2 separate regions of the Mus musculus genome follow, and region 2 is linked to region 1. The links are chromatin contacts, called in public HiChIP or PLAC-seq maps. All regions are on one chromosome and are shown on one strand. The core of a region is the stretch at or near the end of the contact, and the rest is flanking DNA. Distances in the headings are between cores, read along the strand shown. Region 1 holds the start of Gpr146 (G protein-coupled receptor 146). Region 2 has its middle 18 kb from the start of Gm46926.

Region 1 (2,783 bases), core at 35-2,534:
GTCTAGCTCGGGGACATGCCTGCTCAATGGGAGGACCGCCCGCAGCCGAGTCGGCGGCTGGGCCCTCTTACTCTGAACATCTGTGCTGTGCTTCGGGTGGTGCAGAGCAGGCAGCCAGTGGGGCCTTGCACTAGGAGGGTGCTCGGTTCACCAGCAGCACTCCCCAGTTGTGAGTGAAACCTCACAGGAACCCTCTGGAAGGCCCAGGAACCCTGACACTTCAGAGTCTCACCAGGAATCCTGAGGGTCAATTATTTATGGTTTACTTTCATTTTAGATTATGTGCCTATGGAGCCCAGAGGTCCACCTTGGCCATCATTCCTCAGGTGCTGTCCACCTTGTTTTTTATAAGACAGGGTTGGCTTTTTGGGGGTGGGGGTGGTTGGTGGCCTGAAATGTGAAAGTTAGATAGGCTGGCCCAAAGGGCCCCAGCGCCTGCCACCTCCCTAGCACTACAAGCACATGCTACCACACTCAACCTTTCTGACATGGGTTCTGAGGGATCAAACATAGGTCCTCCTGCTTGCAATTGGGCCAACAACTCCAGGACCCTCCCCCCACTTTTGACAGTCTTACTTTGCAACCCCAGTTGGCCCAGAATTTGCTATGTAAGCTACAACAGCCTTGGATTTATGGCAGTCCTTGCTCTGCCTCTTGAGTGCTGAGATTATAGATGGGCACCATCATGCCCAGTTAGGCTATCTGTGTGTGTGTGTGTATTTTGTTGTTGTTACTCTTTGTTTTTTAAGATCTCATGTATCCCAGGATACCCTTCAGGTGACTATGTAGCCAGGGACAGCCTTGAACTTCTGATCCTCCCTGCTCTATCTCCTGAGTGTTGGGACTACATGTATGCACGCACCACTACCCCTGGCTTATGTGGTGTTGAGGACTAAACGCCGGGCTTCCTGACTGTTAGGCAAATACTCTAAATGGCACCATTCCCACTTTCATGTTGGACAGCAGCTACACAGTGGGTCGGAGCTGTTTTCTCCGGACAGCTCCACTTAGACGCCTCTAGGACCGGGGAAGCACAGGTCGGGGAAATTACAAACTTTAATGGGGGCAGGTGCGCCGCCCTCCAGCATTAAGGCGGCCGGCCGTGGCTGGCCAAGGGGATTGTCCGTTCGGACTGGGGGCGGAGCCTGCGGGAACTAAGCACCGGTTCCAAGAAAAGGGCGGAGCCACCGAGCTGTGGGTCGGGAGAGAGGGCAGGGCCTGACGGCGTTGCTCGGCGGGCGGGGGCGGGACCACGCGAGCAGCCCCCGGGGGCGGGACGGGGTCACGTGTGTACACAGCCCCCACGGCGTGCGCGCCGTGAGCTCCGCTGCCTCCTGCAAGCCCAGCTGCCCGCCCGCGGCCGGTGCGCGGGCCGCCGCCCAGCGAGCGGTGAGTGGGGCCCGGGGAGGGGAGCCCCTAATGCTCTGTTCCAGGCGGGAGGAGACCGCGCCAGGCTGCGCTGGGTGGACGCCAGGGACAGGGAGTGTGGTCCTGAACCCGCGGCGGGCGGTGGGTTTGCTGCCCGAGGAGGCGGACGGGCTCTCCTAGGACGCTACGGTTACCATCTTCGTCCCTTCTGTTGGTTAAGAGCGTCAGGACATTTGGAACCCGTGCGTAGAGATAGCGGAACTTGCGCCATCGGCCCTGAACATTCATCGGGCACGGGAGGCAGTACCAGCAACTAGAACCCCAAGTGAAGGGATACAGTTTCTTCGGTCCTCAGGCTTGCTGACTAGGACTAACTTAGTACCCGCTGTCCAGAACAGCACCTGCCAATTTAGCGCGCCCCGGTCTGTGATTATGTTCTTGCGAGCTGCATTCCTATTCTCGTCCTGATCCAGCAACCTGACATCTATGTCCACCTCCATGTATCAGAGGCACTGATAACCTGGGGTTAAGCTAGCTTGAAAGAACTATAAGTTAATCCTATTGAAACGCCTCTGGACGTGTCCTGAGGCCACTCCACCCATAGGGGACCAGGCACTATCTCTGTGAGTGCAAGGAAACACTATTAATAATTACACTAAGGGTACAGTCACATTATCCTAACCTGCCATGTAAGTCTTTGAAGAACAACCACAAGGTCCAGATTTCCAAACTAGAACCTCTGGTTGCTCCCAGGGTACAGTGTATCAGTGTCCCCGTGACTCTTTTTTTTTTTTTTTTTTTTTTTGGTTTTTCGAGACAGGGTTTCTCTGTGTAGCCCTGTCCTGGAACTCACTTTGTAGACCAGGCTGGCCTCGAACTCAGAAATCCGCCTGCCTCTGCCTCCTGAGTGCTGGGATTAAAGGCGTGCGCCACCACGCCCGGCTCCCCGTGACTCTTGAATGGGCTCATGAAGAAAGCTGCGACACATCCAGCTAAACCTAATGTGGGGATGCATGGGGATTTAGGTCAGAATGTGTAGGCTGAGTAGTTGGGAGGGGATGCCTGTGTGGTTCACAGACTGGAGGAGACTCTTGCAGCTCCCTGGGCATTCTCTCCTTCCTTACCCCACAATGTCCTAGCATAATCCCCTCCTTTAATGACCCAAACATACTGAGACATGAAGCCAAGCCCTTGGGGGAGTGAGATCTGTGCTCACAAGTGAGGCTCCTGTTTTCCTTAACCTGCCCTAGTTACTTGCTCCTGCCTGCAGCCTCTCAGCTTCCCTGTGGCTCGAGCTGTCCTGACCCAGCAGCCGGACAGTTCAACCTACAAGTCTGGCTGGCCAGCACTGGGTCACATGTGTCTCTGAGCTCTCAAAGGCCCTGGTGGCCCAGGACTCCAAGCACCACAGAGGC
Region 2 (2,722 bases), core at 184-2,683, 310 kb after region 1:
GGGTAGCCTAGTAACTTTGTTTGGAGGGCACATTTTCCATCTATACCCTCAAGTTTATGTCCAAAGCCTTCTGCAAACACTAGGAGCCAGGAAATGCAGACCTTCCCCAGTCTGGGGTGCTAGCTTGTAATGGGGGTGTGGGGATCCTGGAGGCTGGTCATAACCAGAGTCCCTCTGCAGGCCTGCAGGTTCTGAGGCTAATGCAGCCAGGGTCACTGTGGAGGGACCCTGAGAGGGGACCCCCAGGGCTCATGTCACCACTTGCCCTCCCCCCATGAATAGCCACAGCCCCCAGACTGATAGCTGCTTACATCCAACCTGAAGGAAATAGACTTTTTAGTTTAGCCTCCGCCCTCATTTTTGAGACCAGGTATCACTATGTAGCCTTGGCTGGCCTGGAACTCAGTATGTAGACCAGGCTGGCCTTGAACTCAGAGAGATCCTTCTGCCTCTACCTCCTGAGTGCTGGAATTAAAGATGTCTGGCATCATATTCTGTAAGTAACTTTTTAAAAATTGAAGCCAGGTGTGGTGTTGCAGGCCTGCCTGTCATCCGGCATTTGGGATGCAAAGGCAGGGGCCCTGGGTTCCTTGCCCAGCATGGTTTAAACCAGGCATGGCGGTGCACACTAGAACCTCAGCATTTAGGAGGAGAGGGTGGCAGGATCAGGGGTTTAAGGTCATCATTGGCTCCATCACTAGTTTGAGGCCATTCTGGGCTGTATGAGGCCCTTTCTCAAAAAGGAAAAAAAGCAAATAAATAAATTGAAAATGAGGTCCTAGTCGCTGGATACCAGGGCTTACTACAGTTGCTGTGAATTGGCTAAATGGATATCTAACCCCTCCCTGAGCTACCCAGGTCTCTGTGGCAGCTAGGCCCTGGCACAGCCTTGAATGCCACCCTCCTCCCCAACCTCAGCCCCAGCCAACTTCCTCTCAGAGTAGATGCAGTCGGGCCTACCACGTGTCCTCCACCCCCAACTTGTAAAGTAACAACCTGTCACGCTACAACCTCTTTGCACCCAAACCACTCTCTGATCTGTGTAAACTGCGATTGATGCGGCGCCGCTTGATATTAATATCTTTTGTTTGTGTGTCTGGTTCCCAGAATCTAATTAAGGAACGTCGCTGCAGAGCCGGGTGCTCCAACAGTTCCCTGCACACACCCAGATGCTGCGTGCACACGCGGCTCTTTTCCCGGCCTGTGTCCCCTCTGCGCACTTAGGGTGCGCTCAGGCTGCACACTCTGCAAGCCCAGGCCAGTGCCTGTGGGCCTTGCAAGTCCAGGCTTCCTCAGAGTACGGGGAGGGATTTGTCCTGTGCTGTGGGCGGAGCAGTCCTGTACAATGGGTGGAGCGATACTATGCAGTGGGTGGGACAGTCCTGTAAAGGGCGGGGCAGTCCTGTGCTGTGGGAGGGTCCTCCCCTTTAGTAGGGTTGTGTGAAGCCTGCCTGTGAGGTAAGAAGGACTAGGCTGGACTCAGTGCAGGCAGATAGCGATACAGGGACAGAGCTTGCCATCTGTCCTGGGATGGGGAATGGGGGTGGGGAGGGGAAGCCAAGATAATCTCCCACCCCAAAGCACAGATAGAGACAATGAGGCTGAGAGATGCTTGCAGTTCTGGGTTCTTCCCTGGCCCTCCAGACACCATGCTGTACTCCTTAGGAAGCAATTACTTATTACCAAAGGGTCTAAGGAGGACGGGGATCCAGAATCCTTCTACCCGAGGCCACTAGCTGTCCAGGGGAGCCCCCACCACTTCTAGTCACAGAAGTGATGGCACTGTGCACCTCTTGAAGTCACCACTTGAGCCAGCGATCTCACAGCCCTGTGGGCCTCATCTGTGGCAAGCCAGCCAGTACCCTCCTGTCAGGCCTCCGAGCAAGCACACAGTTTTCTGCTGATGCCTCTGGAGCCCAGGACACCAGATCCCCAATGTGGTCCCAGATGAGGCATGGCAGGCCCAGGGCACAACAGCCTAAAGCAGGTCTTCAAGGTGGTTCAGCCAGGTGCCCTGGACCGTCATGCAGGCATCCCTGGGTGTGTGGCTTAGGTAAGCATGCCCCTTGCACTACTTCTGGGACACCCGCAGGGCCACCACCCCGTAGAAATCCGCGCTCTTAGAAACGCCGCAGCGCCACCTGCAGGCCGCACTCGGTGCTGCTCAACTGACTGGACTTGGGGGCTATTGCCCAAAACGTAAAGCCAACATGAGGCTTCTCAGTGTGTCATTTGACCATTTATTCGTTGATTCCATTTTACTGATCAGGAAACTGAGGCGAAAATAGGTAGCTTAAGATGACCTCAGTTGAAAGCAACCAAATGAGCTCACCCTGCCACCCAGCAGCAATCCGACCTGTCACCCACCGGTTAAATAATATTCCAAGTCGGGGCACTTAGGGGAGGGCTGTAAGAATCTTCAGTCGGGAGTCAATGAATGCGGTGGATGGTCCCAGCTTGTGGTTTCAACTTTTCTGCGTGGCATTCTAGAAGTTCTAGATACATGTGCCTCAGTTTCCCCACCCATGCTGTGTATGGGATAGAAGCTACAATGTCTATGTCCCATGTTCTTCCCACACCCTGGATGTGTTAGCAGAAGTCTTTACAGGGCAGGCTGTGGCAGGGCTGGGTCTGAGGTGGCCCTGTCCCTCATGGGATCCCACAGCACCTATGGCTGTCACTGGCAGGAAGTTTAATGCTCCCATCTAACGCCGACCACAGC

Evidence for each region. HiChIP or PLAC-seq counts read pairs in DNA pulled down with a chosen protein or histone mark.
Region 2: a contact with region 1 is called in an H3K4me3 HiChIP or PLAC-seq map of craniofacial prominence, with 2.7 times the contacts expected there. The contact joins the enhancer-like site here to the promoter of Gpr146 in region 1. A contact is called at or near these places in 3 of 39 promoter capture datasets (the C10 cell line, cranial neural crest and maxillary cranial neural crest), 17 of 484 Hi-C or Micro-C datasets (the C2C12 cell line, the G1E-ER4 cell line, LSK cells and 11 more) and 11 of 115 datasets of contacts at active chromatin or transcription factors (craniofacial prominence, embryonic basal ganglia, embryonic forebrain and 6 more).

What each region holds. Positions count from the first base shown.
Region 1 is chr5:139,379,355-139,382,137 of GRCm38.p6, forward strand. Gpr146 (G protein-coupled receptor 146) reads left to right here and starts at 1,285. Exons shown (of 2, transcript NM_030258.5): 1 at 1,285-1,389. All of the region lies in intron 2 of 3110082I17Rik (RIKEN cDNA 3110082I17 gene), which reads right to left.
Region 2 is chr5:139,685,743-139,688,464 of GRCm38.p6, forward strand. No RefSeq gene overlaps it. Among named protein-coding and RNA genes, the nearest start is that of Gm46926, 18 kb to the left of the region's middle. Within about 2 kb of position 1,434, at least 80 of the 459 cell types and tissues checked have an H3K27ac peak or open chromatin away from gene starts, as enhancers often do. A contact at or near this core is called in the N1E-115 cell line, craniofacial prominence and differentiating embryonic stem cells, where this site is marked.